Linked DNA regions of Mus musculus: region 1 is linked to region 2. Evidence: chromatin contacts called from public ChIA-PET data. All regions are on one chromosome and are shown on one strand. Each heading gives the region's core, a stretch centred on a gene start, on an enhancer-like site or on the middle of the called end of the contact. The rest is flanking DNA. Distances are from core to core; before and after follow the strand shown.

Evidence for each region. ChIA-PET counts read pairs in DNA pulled down with a chosen protein or histone mark.
Region 1: a contact with region 2 is called in an RNA polymerase II ChIA-PET map of memory CD8 T cells, with 5 read pairs. The contact joins two enhancer-like sites. A contact is called at or near these places in 2 of 115 datasets of contacts at active chromatin or transcription factors (kidney and memory CD8 T cells).

Annotation. Positions count from the first base shown.
Region 1 is chr2:59,201,220-59,204,625 of GRCm38.p6, forward strand. All of the region lies in intron 1 of Pkp4 (plakophilin 4), which reads left to right. Among named protein-coding and RNA genes, the nearest start is that of Pkp4, 42 kb to the left of the region's middle. Within about 2 kb of position 1,937, at least 41 of the 459 cell types and tissues checked have an H3K27ac peak or open chromatin away from gene starts, as enhancers often do. A contact at or near this core is called in memory CD8 T cells, where this site is marked.
Region 2 is chr2:58,843,412-58,846,379 of GRCm38.p6, forward strand. All of the region lies in intron 12 of Ccdc148 (coiled-coil domain containing 148), which reads right to left. Among named protein-coding and RNA genes, the nearest start is that of Upp2, 90 kb to the left of the region's middle. Within about 2 kb of position 1,335, at least 24 of the 459 cell types and tissues checked have an H3K27ac peak or open chromatin away from gene starts, as enhancers often do. A contact at or near this core is called in memory CD8 T cells, where this site is marked.

The sequences.
Region 1 (3,406 bases), core at 687-3,186, 360 kb after region 2:
GCATGGTTTCTGCCTTGGATTACTTTGGTGGTCTCTACACTACATCTAGGCTCCATTCCTCTCTCTCCTTTCTTCTCCCCACTTTGTCCTGGGTCTAGTCCTTTCAGCAGGGCTGAGATCAAATCCAGACCCTTGCACAAGGTAAGCATGAGCTCCGAGAGCCACATATCCAGCTTTCCTATCTCATTCTTAAAACTTCAGCTCAAGTACTGTTATTCCAAAGATCACAGAGGGACAAGGAAGGGCCTCCAGGAGCCAGAGTCAGGTGATGCAGCAGGGAGTGTGCTGAGGAAGGCTTTCAGATCCTGGTGGCCATCTGCTGGGACCCTGTGGCCAGTGCTTCCTTCCCCACCACTCTGTGTTTCAGTGCACGTTGTCGTATGTGACTAAAAAGGTACTTTCCATTAAATTAGAATTCACTATTTTATTTGAATGCTGTAACTTCAAAGCAGTGTTGTGCCCTTCAGAAGAAATGAAGTCAGTTTATGCAGTCAGCTGCCTATCAGCTGACTGAAATTCCTTCTGTCAGGAGGGAACAGGTTATATGTGAGCGAGGAAGAGGGATGTGGAGGGGAGCAAGTTGGAAAAAATACTTTCAAAACAAGACATTTTTGTTTTTCCGTCCTGTTTTCCCAGAAGCTTTGGCATAAAAATGTCTGTCTCACCCTCAGTCACATCTTGGATGTTTAGGAAAAAACATCTCAGGAAATCATGCATAGTCCTACAGAAAGCTAGTCAGTGAGAGAATGGCCTAAGTTATCACTTAGTTTTAAAGACCAGTCTAGTGTACATTGTGTAGAGAAGATGTTTCTGGTCCTCAGTGCATGGTTGTAGACAGTGCTATGCTTGTCCTGTTCCACGCCTGTTGCACAGGCTAGAATGTCAGCTGCTGTGATTTGATGAGGACAAGCGTTCCGTTAAAATGTACTCAATAGGATAATGTACAAATGTGCTTGGTTTTCTTTCTTCATATATAAAATACAGAGCTCTACCGAGGCGGAGTGGCCTAAGCCTTTAATGCCAGCACTTGGGAGGCAGAGGCGGGCAGATCTCTGAGTTTAGGACCAGCGTGGTCTACATACCAAGTTCCAGGACAGCCAGGGTTACAAAGTCAGACCATGTCTTACAAACAAACAAAGAGAACCCTATTATTGTGGTTTTTGGCTTTGAAATTATACTTTTCATAAAATTTAATTAAATGTGTTATTTCCTGAAAGCAAAAGTTAAAAGACATTTAAGCATAAAGATCTTTCTTGTGATCTCTTATTTCCCCAGATAGGATGGAAACCCAAGATTTTTTTCTTGTATGTTAGACTTACCACTCCATTCTCCAATTCTGATGCCAACCATACACAATGGATAACAGCTGACTTCTGATTCTGGTCGGGATGGCATTGTCCATTCCTTTATTCTAGTTTTAGAGTGTGTGTGTGTGTGTGTGTGTGTGTGTGTGTGTGTGTGTGTGCTCCTGAGGAGAAGGCATTCACTGACATGGCCAAGACTGTCTTCATGTTCACTGATTTTTCTATTTCTCAGTCTGCTCTGATGCCAGGATGCTTTCTGTAAGGAAAAGAGTGTGCGCGATTTGTGCTCTTCTTCCATGGTCTTTGACAAGGAACGAGCTATAGCCACCATCTGTCCCCAGGGACTCAGTGTAGGAAAGACACAAGAGCAATCCTGGGGCAGGCTTCGGCTCTCCCACCAACCTGCTTTTTAGCCAGTCACTGCTTTAATTCTCACAGGCCTGCCAGGCTCTTCTCCTGCCCCTCCCAAGATGACACCCTTTGGTTTTTACTCTTCCAGCTTCTCGTGGGTCTTACCTCCCTCAAGGTCACACTGACACAGTCCATCAAGTACCGGAACACATCTATAGCTTCCTCTCAGCACTCAGACTCTCATCCTTGGCTGCCCATGAGTGAGTGACTCATGTCTTTCTTTGCCCGCTTGCCTCATTTTCTCATCTCCAGAGCTGCCTTCCTGGTTCCTCCCCTTCCTATTCCACCAAATTTAGACTGACTCTATTCACATAGAGCAGGGAGGCTCACTCACACCTCCGTTCTTCCAATACCTTTCAACTTCTGATGGCCTTTCTGCATCGTGGCATACTGGTCTCCTCCCCTCCTGCTGTCCTGTGTTCTGTACATTTTTATCATTGTGTTTTCCTCACTATTGCTTTCCTCTCCACTAGCCCAGGGACTCTTCATCACCTTACTGTCATGACACTTCACACGCTCTGGCATTTTCATGCAGACATAAATGTGTTGTCATTCTTTCCCTGTCCCAGCAGAACAGACAGACACGTGCTTACTAAACACTTCCTCTGCTGTAGTCTCTCTCCCAGGTACTGAGAAAAGTAGCCCCTGCCCTCATGACCTCACAGCGTGTCACTGGGAAATGATTGCTTTTAAACCTGGTGCTTGCTCTACCTATGAGCATCAAAGTCACAGAAGTTCTGTCTAAAAGGCTGATACTTTTTCTCTTGTACTTTTTTCAAAAAGTTGTTTGGAAGTGTTAAATGTGAGCCTGCACTTGGCTCCTTGAATGCTGCCATTAAGCATGCAGACTAAAACCAAGTGGTAGAGACCAGTGTTGTGCCTCCCCCAGCTCAGCTTGCTGGAGACAGCACAGGAAGCGAAGGTGCTGTCATGGTTACAGTGTACTCTTCCTTTCTCTCTCTCTCTCTCTCTCTCTCTCTCTCTCTCTCTCTCTCTCTCCCTCTCCCTCTCCCTCTCCCTCTCCCTCTCCCTCTCCCTCTCCCTCTTCCTCTCTCTTTCTTTTAGTTATACTCCCAAGAGCTACTTTAAAAGCTGTAAATTATTAAAAGCATCATTACTTAAATCAGTATTTATTAAAAGAGACATTAAATGTATGTGTAATTACTGTTTGATGATTCTCCAGTTCAAATGTGTCACCCTTCCTTTTCTTCTCCCTGTGCATGTACTGAAGTGCCTTTCAGATTACCATCTGCCTCACACTGAACGTGTTTAAGCAGGTTGTAATGTATCCCAGGTGGGGAGTTGGTCTGCTCAAACCCATGCTAATGGATGTTGTGTACCCAGCCTAAAGCCACATGAATGTGCATGAAAAAAGAATTAAAACTTGAACCAGCCTGGATCAGACTGCGTTCTTTTTCTTAAAAATCATTCATTCCTATGCTTAAAAACCAAGCTTTCAAAACCATATTAGGACCCATCTTACAGCCAAAACACAAATTCATACTTCATTCTGTTGGCAGGGACCTTCACTATCAATCTAAAAACCCTGTAACTTCTGTACCACTATTAATGCACTGTCTTAATTTGCTTTCTATTCTGAGATAAACACCATGACCAAAAACAAGTTGAGGAGGAAAGTGTTTATTTCAGCTTAGGATTTTCACTTTATACTCCGTCATCAGAAGAAATCA
Region 2 (2,968 bases), core at 85-2,584:
ATACAGAGAAACCCTGCCTCAAAACAAACAAACAAACAAACAAACAAACAAACAAAAAACAAAGAGTTGGAAGAATGAGGGAATAAAGGAGAACAAACCTCACATCTGATTTCTGTGAACGATGAGAAAAGTTAAAAGTCAGACCTGCCAGATTTACTAAATCTGGGACTAGAGAGGAGTAGGGTGGGTCCATGACACTACCATTTTTTCCTATTATGAACTGAAAGCCAAGAGACCACCCAGGCAGGTCCCTATACCTCACTAGCAACAGAAATCCACTTACTGCATACTTGCATGTGAAATCCCGATGTATACCAATATACAACAATTGTCTTTCTGTAACGCACATAAAAACCCCTGAGGGATGGTTACTTTTTTTTTTTTTTTTTTTTTTTGGAGTCCCCAACTCAACTAAATTATGAAATGACTGTGGTACTAGCGAGGTGTGCCTCTGGGTATGCATGTGAACATATTTCTCGAGAAGATTAACTGAGGAGGAAGAATCCTTCCAAATTAGGGGTGACATAATCCCAGTGACTGGAGTCCCTGGCTGAATACCATGGGACAAAGGGGAGAATGAACTAAGGGCTAGGATTCCCTTCTCTCCGCTTCCCGACTCACTCAGATGTGAACAAGCAGCCTCGCTCTCCCACTGCCACAATCAAGAGCCAACACTGCTACTCTGCCTATCCTGTATGAGCAACCAAACCGCCCTGAGCTGTAACCCAGATAAATCCTTCTTCCCTGAAGTTTTTTCGTGAAAGCTGTTTGGTCGCAGCCACAAGCATGCTACTGTAGCAGAGCATCTGTCTAAAAGCCCACCCAGGGGCTGGCACTTGCCACGTGTGACCAAGGAAAGACATCTGCCCTGATACCATGAGGAAATTGGTACAGTGCCTTGAACTCATGAATGGGTTGTAGGTAGACTTAGTTTAGCTTCATGATTGATATGCACTTGAGTTTTTAAAAATTCTTTAAGGCGATTAATAGTGGTGTAAGGAAAAATATACACAAAAGATATGCCCTTTAAAGTACAGAGCTTACACAAACCAGGCTAATAAGATATGCCAGTATGCTATAAAATTCCCGTCCCCAGCCAGGGTTTATTTCCTTTAACTTAATGGGCTGTAGTGGGCACCTTCTCCCCAGGTAGACGACGCAGATGCACTCGGAGGCAGAGGCAGAAGCTGGATTCTCAGCTGCTGGCAGGTGCATTCCTGCCCTTTCCCTCCAGCAAGCGATTTAAGTAAACAAGAGTCTTAAAGCCCGACTTCTCAACACTGCTTTAAAACCCTCTTTCCATTTCCTTTCTTCCTCCCCACGACTCTCAGAACTTTTGCAGGCGGCAAACATCAAAAGGACTAGAGATTTTTTAGAGTGATTCAGCTGCCCACGGCAATGCAGTCAACCTTGGTTTTCTTTCAGCCTGGGAAATGATCAGCGAAGAGGCTCAACAAACAGCTTTAACATCTGAGGCCAAAAAAGAAGCATAAAAATTTACTTTCATAAACACCTCCCGGGAAGGCTGATGTCTGATTTCCTCTTTTTTGTTTCTCTCTGTTTTTTTTTCTTTTTTCTTTTTGTAAAAGCAGCCTTTTAAAATTTCTATTGTAAGAATATTATAAAATGTTTACTGTCAGACTTTGGGGTGGTTGGGAAGATAGCTGATTTGGTAAAGTGGTTGCTTTGCGAACAAGAGGCTCTGGGTTTTGATTTCCTTGAACTCATGCAAAAAAAAAAAAAAAAAAAAAAAAAAAAAAGCTGAGCATCATGGCGGCATGCATTTGCACCCATAATCCTAGTGCTAGGATGTGTGTGGGAGGGACAGGAGGATCCTTGCTGGGTCTAGAGTAATTGGTGACCTCTGGATTCAGTGAGAGACGTTGTCTCCAAAAATAAGAGAGAAATAAAAGAAGAAACCTAAAATCAACTTCCAAATGCTGACACCATTGTATACACTAGCAAGATTTTGCTGAAAGGACCCAGATATAGCTGTCTCCTGAGAGACTATGCCAGGGCCTAGCAAACACAGAAGTGGATGCTCACAGTCAGCTATTGGATGGATCACGGGGCTCCCAATGGAGGAGCTAGAGAAAGTACCCAAGGAGCTAAAGGGACCTGCAACCCTATAGATGGAACAACATTATGAACTAACCGGTATACCGGAGCTCTTGACTCTAGCTACATATGTATCAAAAGATGGCCTAGTCGGCCATCACTGGAAAGAGAGGCCCATTGGACACGCAAACTTTATATGCCCCAGTACAGGGGAATGCCAGGGCCAAAAAAAATGGGAATGGGTGGGTAGGGAAGTGGGGGGGGGGGTATGGGGGACTTTTGGGATAGCATTGGAAATGTAATTGAGGAAAATACGTAATAAATAAATAACAAAAAGAAGAAACCTAATATAAATAACATCACACAAACATGAACACACACCTGAATACTTACATGCAAACCAAACACAGAGACTCCTGTGGTTGTCACCCAAGGAGTAACATCTGAGGTTGACCTCAAGCCTCCACAAGTGAATGTGTGCACGCTCACACTCACCCACACACAAGCACGCACACACACACACACACACACACAGACACACAGACACACATATAAACCATTTTCTTTAGCCATTTGACATATTCTAGAAAACAACAGTGAAGAGTACTAATTGTTGGTTGTGACTTTTCTAGGGCACTTTTCCTTGTGGCCCTCAGAGCTGGCTTACTCTTATTCCAGCTAGCCTGGCAGCCAGTTTTTTCAGTGGCTCCTCCTCCACTGTGCCTCCCTGAACAGCCTTTCCTCTGTCTGAGGATTCAGACTTCTAGACAAAGCCCTGGGATAAATGGTCCCTTTTGCTTTTAACAATGGACACCCCCAGAAGGCAGTGTCCCTAGTTATCTGGTCATCTGGTTAAGGTGACCCTGTCATTGAGCTTGATTGGGTATGAGCAAACCCCTGTGATGTCCTT